2 separate regions of the Mus musculus genome follow, and region 1 is linked to region 2. The links are chromatin contacts, called in public Micro-C maps. All regions are on one chromosome and are shown on one strand. The core of a region is the stretch at or near the end of the contact, and the rest is flanking DNA. Distances in the headings are between cores, read along the strand shown. Region 1 holds the start of Greb1 (gene regulated by estrogen in breast cancer protein). Region 2 overlaps Greb1 (gene regulated by estrogen in breast cancer protein).

Evidence for each region. Hi-C and Micro-C count contacts between places; a contact is called where the count stands out from the background.
Region 1: a contact with region 2 is called in a Micro-C map of granulosa cells, with 3 times the contacts expected there. The contact joins the promoter of Greb1 here to the enhancer-like site in region 2. A contact is called at or near these places in 24 of 39 promoter capture datasets (the 3T3-L1 cell line, 3T3-L1-derived adipocytes, the C10 cell line and 15 more), 2 of 15 datasets of contacts at CTCF or cohesin (the NIH/3T3 cell line and pro-B cells), 95 of 484 Hi-C or Micro-C datasets (the 3T3-L1 cell line, 3T3-L1-derived adipocytes, the 4T1 cell line and 59 more), 17 of 115 datasets of contacts at active chromatin or transcription factors (the NIH/3T3 cell line, the SCID.adh cell line, T-cell acute lymphoblastic leukemia and 10 more) and 4 of 9 other capture datasets (adipose tissue, embryonic stem cells, liver and 1 more).

The regions. Positions count from the first base shown.
Region 1 is chr12:16,799,565-16,802,280 of GRCm38.p6, forward strand. Greb1 (gene regulated by estrogen in breast cancer protein) reads right to left here and starts at 1,322. Exons shown (of 35, transcript NM_015764.4): 1 at 1,083-1,322.
Region 2 is chr12:16,738,498-16,741,254 of GRCm38.p6, forward strand. Greb1 (gene regulated by estrogen in breast cancer protein) reads right to left here. Exons shown (of 35, transcript NM_015764.4): 4 at 1,392-1,757. The coding sequence starts at 1,548. Among named protein-coding and RNA genes, the nearest start is that of Greb1, 61 kb to the right of the region's middle. Within about 2 kb of position 1,469, at least 14 of the 459 cell types and tissues checked have an H3K27ac peak or open chromatin away from gene starts, as enhancers often do. A contact at or near this core is called in the SCID.adh cell line, T-cell acute lymphoblastic leukemia, ganglionic eminence and 1 more, where this site is marked.

The DNA of each region.
Region 1 (2,716 bases), core at 72-2,571, 61 kb after region 2:
TTCTAACTCCGTGAAGAATACTCTTATCAGAATGAGGAAGAACGGATATCCCGAAGCAAATGTTGCGGGATAACCAAAAGTCACAGATCCTACTGTAAACTTTAAATGAGCCAAAGTTCAGCGTGGGAGGTTGGGGGGGGGCGTAAAGAAACTAAGAAAACCGAGATGGACTCTAAATTAAAACTCCCAGCAACATCAGCCCACCAAGCAATGCAAACTCAGACCTGCACACGTCTTTTTGAGACTAAGTTCAGAATCATCTTGTGTGACGCCCATTGTTAAAGGCAAAAGATTGTCCTTGATGGGACTAAATGGGTGTTTATTTGGTTAAATTTACACATTCATGGTTTTAAAGGGCTAATAAAACAGCATTTCAAGCCCTGGGGCAACACTTGACTCTATAATAAAAGTTGATTCAAGAAAAACTTCAGTCTATAAAATAGGTAATTTCTTTTGGTTGCTCCTCAGGACCAAGGATTAAATGAGGTTTGACAGCAAATGGCCCAGTGTCTCTCTGCATGGAGTGTCTCCTGGCCTTCCTCCACAACCCTAACCCTGATCACTGGTGGGCTGGCGGACGCGTGTGTGTGTGTGTGTGTGTGTGTGTGTGTGTGTGTGCGCGCGCACACACACACACACACACACACACACACACACTTTCTTGGACTTCAGCCAGTAGCCTTTGTTTGTGGCTCCCAACGGAGATCCAATAACCAAACTCAACCAATGATCACCACAGCCACCAGCCTTTCACAGGCTGGCCACTCTGGGAAGAAGTCCCATTTCTCCCTTGTCCCACGTGCTGCAGAAGACGCGGCTGCCACCACCCCCGGGGGGCAGCGGGCGGCAAACAGCCTCCCCAAAACGGAGCCGCGGTGTACACAACCTGGAGCAGTGCTGTCTTTTTCCTAAAGTTCTTACCTACGCAGCCGAAGCCTTCACCATGTGCCAGGAGCGCTCTGGCTCGTTCTGGCTGTGGCTCTAGATGGCTCTCTCACTCACTCACACACACGCGCACACACTGACATGGACACCTCCCACACCCCTTGGCGCAAGACCCCCAGCCCTGCGGCCACCCTCACCTCGCGCCCTTTGTCCTCATCCGGCGTCCTCGGAGCCCGCGCTACCGGAGCCGGCGCTGCGCAAAGCCCGGAGCCGCGGAGCCTGAGAGTCCGCCCGTCCGGGTCTTGCGGGCCACCGTGATTGGGGGGCGGGGGGGGGGGGCGGCAAGGGGAGACCTGAGCTGGGACTGCTGCTCCGGCTCCGGCTCCGTCCAGGTGTAGGCACAGGAGATTGGCTTGCCCCGTCCCGTCCCCGCTGCAGGCACCCACCGCCTCGCTGGGTTCTCACGGGGTTCCCGGTTTGGGAGGGGTCCGCGCGGAAGTCGGAAGCCTCCGGGGACAGAGGTCATTTGTTGCTTGGCCACAAATGCCCGAAGAGGAGGTGGGGTTGGGAGGACGAACCAGTGAGCAAGACCCCCCCCCCCTCCCAGATGTCTCCACCCGGCGCAGGGCGTGTCTGTGGACCGCAGGACAATACCCCTGCAGTTCAAGCCGACAGAGGTAGGGGACTTAGGCCCCCAACAGTGGAGATTGATGAACGCCCTACAATAAGGAAGTTGCCTAACATCAGCAGAGGAAGAGCCTGGAACCCCTAATACTAGCGGGTGGAGCCAGAACTTTCCCTGATGCGAGAGTGGGTCAGAAGGATGAGCACTGGAGGGAAGGAGCAAACCTGCACTTGCCGGTGCAAACCTTTCTGGCCCCTGTAACACAGAGGTGGCTGCGAGCAGCCAGCAGAGAAAGTGGGGGAAATTGAGGGAGCCAGACCACAGAAGGAACCCATGGTCATCAAAGCTTCCTCCTCCTCCTCCTCCTCCTCCTCCTCCTTCTTCCTCCTCCTCCTCCTCCTCCTCCTCCTCCTGCTCCTCCCTCTTCTGGAAATCCCTGTGTGTTTAGAACTTGCCAGAGACATCCCGAGCACCTTGTACCCTCCTGCCATTCAAGAACCCCAGCCATGCTAGCGAGATGCTAAGTGGGTACAGGAGCTTGCAGCCAAAAACTGAACCCCTGTGTTGGATCCTAGTTACTCACTTGAGGAAAGGTAAGAAGCAACTGCTGCAAGCTGTCCTCTGTTCCCCAAACTGCAACACACATCGAATAATAATAACAACAACAACAACAGCAGAGCGCTTGAGCCAGCCTCACAGCCAAAGGTCCTAGAAAAACAGGGAGCCTGTCTGACTAGGAGCAGGAGACAATAGGAGAATAAGCATCAATCTCCCACAAAATGGGCAGGTTGAGGAATGCTCTCCTATCCCCACTTTCCTAATGGCAGGGGCATCAACTTCCTATTCTAATTAGGAACTATTCCAAGCACAGTCGAGACTAGGAACAGTTAACATGATGAGCCCCGTGCCTAAGACCTAGCCAAGCCTAACTGACTGCAGATGTTTGTGTAATGAAATTATTCAAGAAGTAGTCCTGTCGATAGACTGATTGCCTAGGATGGGGTGAGTTCCCCAGCCATACATAAATATAAGTCAAGCTTGGTGGCCCATGCCTGTAAAGTCAGCTCTCCAGGAAATGAGACCTGGAGGATCAGAAGTCACTGTTGGCTACATCAAATTTGAGGCTAGCCTGTGCTAAGTAAAACAACAGCTCAAGAAAACAAAACAAACAACAAAAACCCCATACAGTTGGAGTCCTCAGCCAGC
Region 2 (2,757 bases), core at 219-2,718:
GCCACACTCTGAACAAAGAAGAGATCCTAATAGAGGGGGCCAGTCGGCCACCTAGGGAGATCTTCAGCTTCAAGAGAAGGTAACTGGGAGCCCCCACAGGCTTTCTGCTGCTCTCTGTTCCCCTGTGAGCAGCCAGCTAGCAATTCTGCGACCCCTCAGAATCTCCAAGTCACCTTGGGCCTCAGCAATAGCAGGTGAACGGATGGACTGTAGATTTTAGGGCACTGTTGGAGTATTCTAAATTATCACCAGCATGATTGCTGCTCTCAATTTGACACCAGCAAGACTTGTCAACTCCGTAAGTAGTTAAGGAGGTCCCTGGAAATTGTATTTCACAGAAACCTTTCACCTGATCAAAAATGGGATCAATTAAATAATATCCAAGGACTTCTCTATGCCCTGTGAGGTCAGACACTTCCTATGCCAGAAAACATGAGGACTCTCTTAATGACTATCAGAGAATTCCATGTTGTCCTGACAGCACCGGTCACAAGCTACAATCTCTTAGACTTAGACCCAGGTTGGGGTCTTAGATCTTTATCTGTGCCATTTGCAAGGAGGCTCTGTTTGCCCTCTCAGAAAAATAAGAGATTTCAGGCATCCATGGGCCTGCTCAGCACAGAGTTTCTTCAAGACAGGCAAGCCACACACTGTGCCCTAAAGCCCAACATAGTACAAACTTGACAGACATTTTTCTTTCCTTTTTAATGATTTTTTTCCACTTTAAAACCATGACCTTTTCTACTTCAAAAACTATTTACATTTCTGTGTAATTTCAAGCAAAGAGCATAAACTTACATATAAATAAATAATTCTAGACTAGTAGCCGTTCATCCTGTGGATTGCTTCAGGCTTACTTACGTGACATGAAAACACAGTTTACCTTCCAGATAAGGGGAATTCTCAAGTCCTCCACATACTTACAGATCATTTATTAACTTAAGTCTTGGTACATGTAAAATTCAAAAAGGTTTTCTGTTAATTTCTTTTAAGCTTTTGTGAGACTCTTACACCTGTTACCACACAGAGACATAACCTCTAAATGATTTTTACAAAGATAAGAACATGAATCGCAAGAGGAAAAGAAAGGAAATACAGAGCTGAGGGCCAGACGTATTAAAATCCCTTACCAACAAACTATCTCATCAGATATAAATAATGCTTTTGGGGGAGCCCAGCATACAGTGTTCTCCCTGTCTCTTATGAGTCCAAGATTTTTCTTCTTTGTATTTTTTAGCCTGAAACTTACCTTTAAACAAATAAAAATATCTGTGTGCAACTTTCATTCTTTTTCACTAGACTCTAGATCTTCTGAATAGGGCTGTCGTTAACGGTAGCCACACGTAATAAAAACTGCACACACACCAACATAAGAAATGTATGATTCTTACCTTCTAACGATGACAGCTGCTGCTCAGCCTCCAGATACAGCTGCGAGAAAATGGGCCGGGGCACCAGGGTGTTGGAGCGTAAGGAAGCCTCGATGGAGTTGTGGAGGACCTCTTCAAACCGTGTGCTCTTTAGCTGGCCAGCATAGGAATTGCCCATCTCCGGAGCACAAAGAAGACAGAGTCTTCTGGTTAAAATGACATTTCAGTTCTGCCTAGAAGGGCTGACTCCTCACAAAGCCCGACAAAGAGGCAAGCAGCAGCAGCAGCAGCAGCAGCAGCAGCAGCAGCAGCAGCAGCAGCAGCAAGAGGGGACGGGTTGCAGCCTCTGCTCAGCACCAGACAGGAGAGGGCGGCTCTCCACAGCTCCTGCCAGGCAATTACAGGAAGTTATATAAGTAACAACCCCCACTGAGTCCACACTCAGAGAGCCCACTGCCTCTTAGCGTATCCCACAAAGAAGAGTTTAGGCTTTCCTGATTTCCCCCAGAGATAGGATCCTGCCTCCAAGGGTCCCCAGGCAAATGAGATTAACTTTTGCCAGAAATGGCTACTCATATCTGTGATAACGTGAGAGCATGAGCCCAGGTTTTAGGATTACAGGAGACATGCATGTGCACACACACACACACACACACACACACACACAAACACACACACACACACACACACACACACACACCCCTAAAGGCAGGATCAGCAGACTCTATCTCTGCTGTTTCTGGTAAAAGGCTGGCTGTTAAAATTCTCCCTTTAAAGTCCAAAGGGTTTTCAACCTGTGGGTCACAACCCCTATGGGGTCCAAACCCTATAGGTTGCCTAAGACCATCAGAAAAAAAAACTGCACATTTACATTACAACTCATAAGAGTAGCAAAATTACAGTTACAAAATAGCACTGGAGCTAATTTTATGGTTGTGGATCATCACAATATGAGGAGCTGTATTAAAGGGTCTCGGCACTGGGACGGTTGAGAACCACTGATATGACTGTATGTTAGCTTATTGAACATCTTTATCATAAGGAGTAATGCAGAACAATCCCAGAACCTCTGAAAAGAAGAGGAAACCACTGATACTTCCAGCCCCCCAAGACAATCGGCCTTGCTTTATCTGTGGTAACTTCAAACTAACTCACACACCAAAGTAGACAACTCATTGGTTTGTACTGTACTCTCCATGTTGTGCAACTGTGACATGACCAGTCTGGATGTCCATCATCCCCAGAAAGAAGTGTCAGAGCTGTCACCCCCCAGCCCTGCAACAAGCTTGCTCTCTGTCACTGCAGATTTTCCTTGGTCTGTCTACTGCACGTATGGAAGCATTGGCCAGGAAGCCTTCTGCCAACGGCTTCTTCCACTTAACACAGA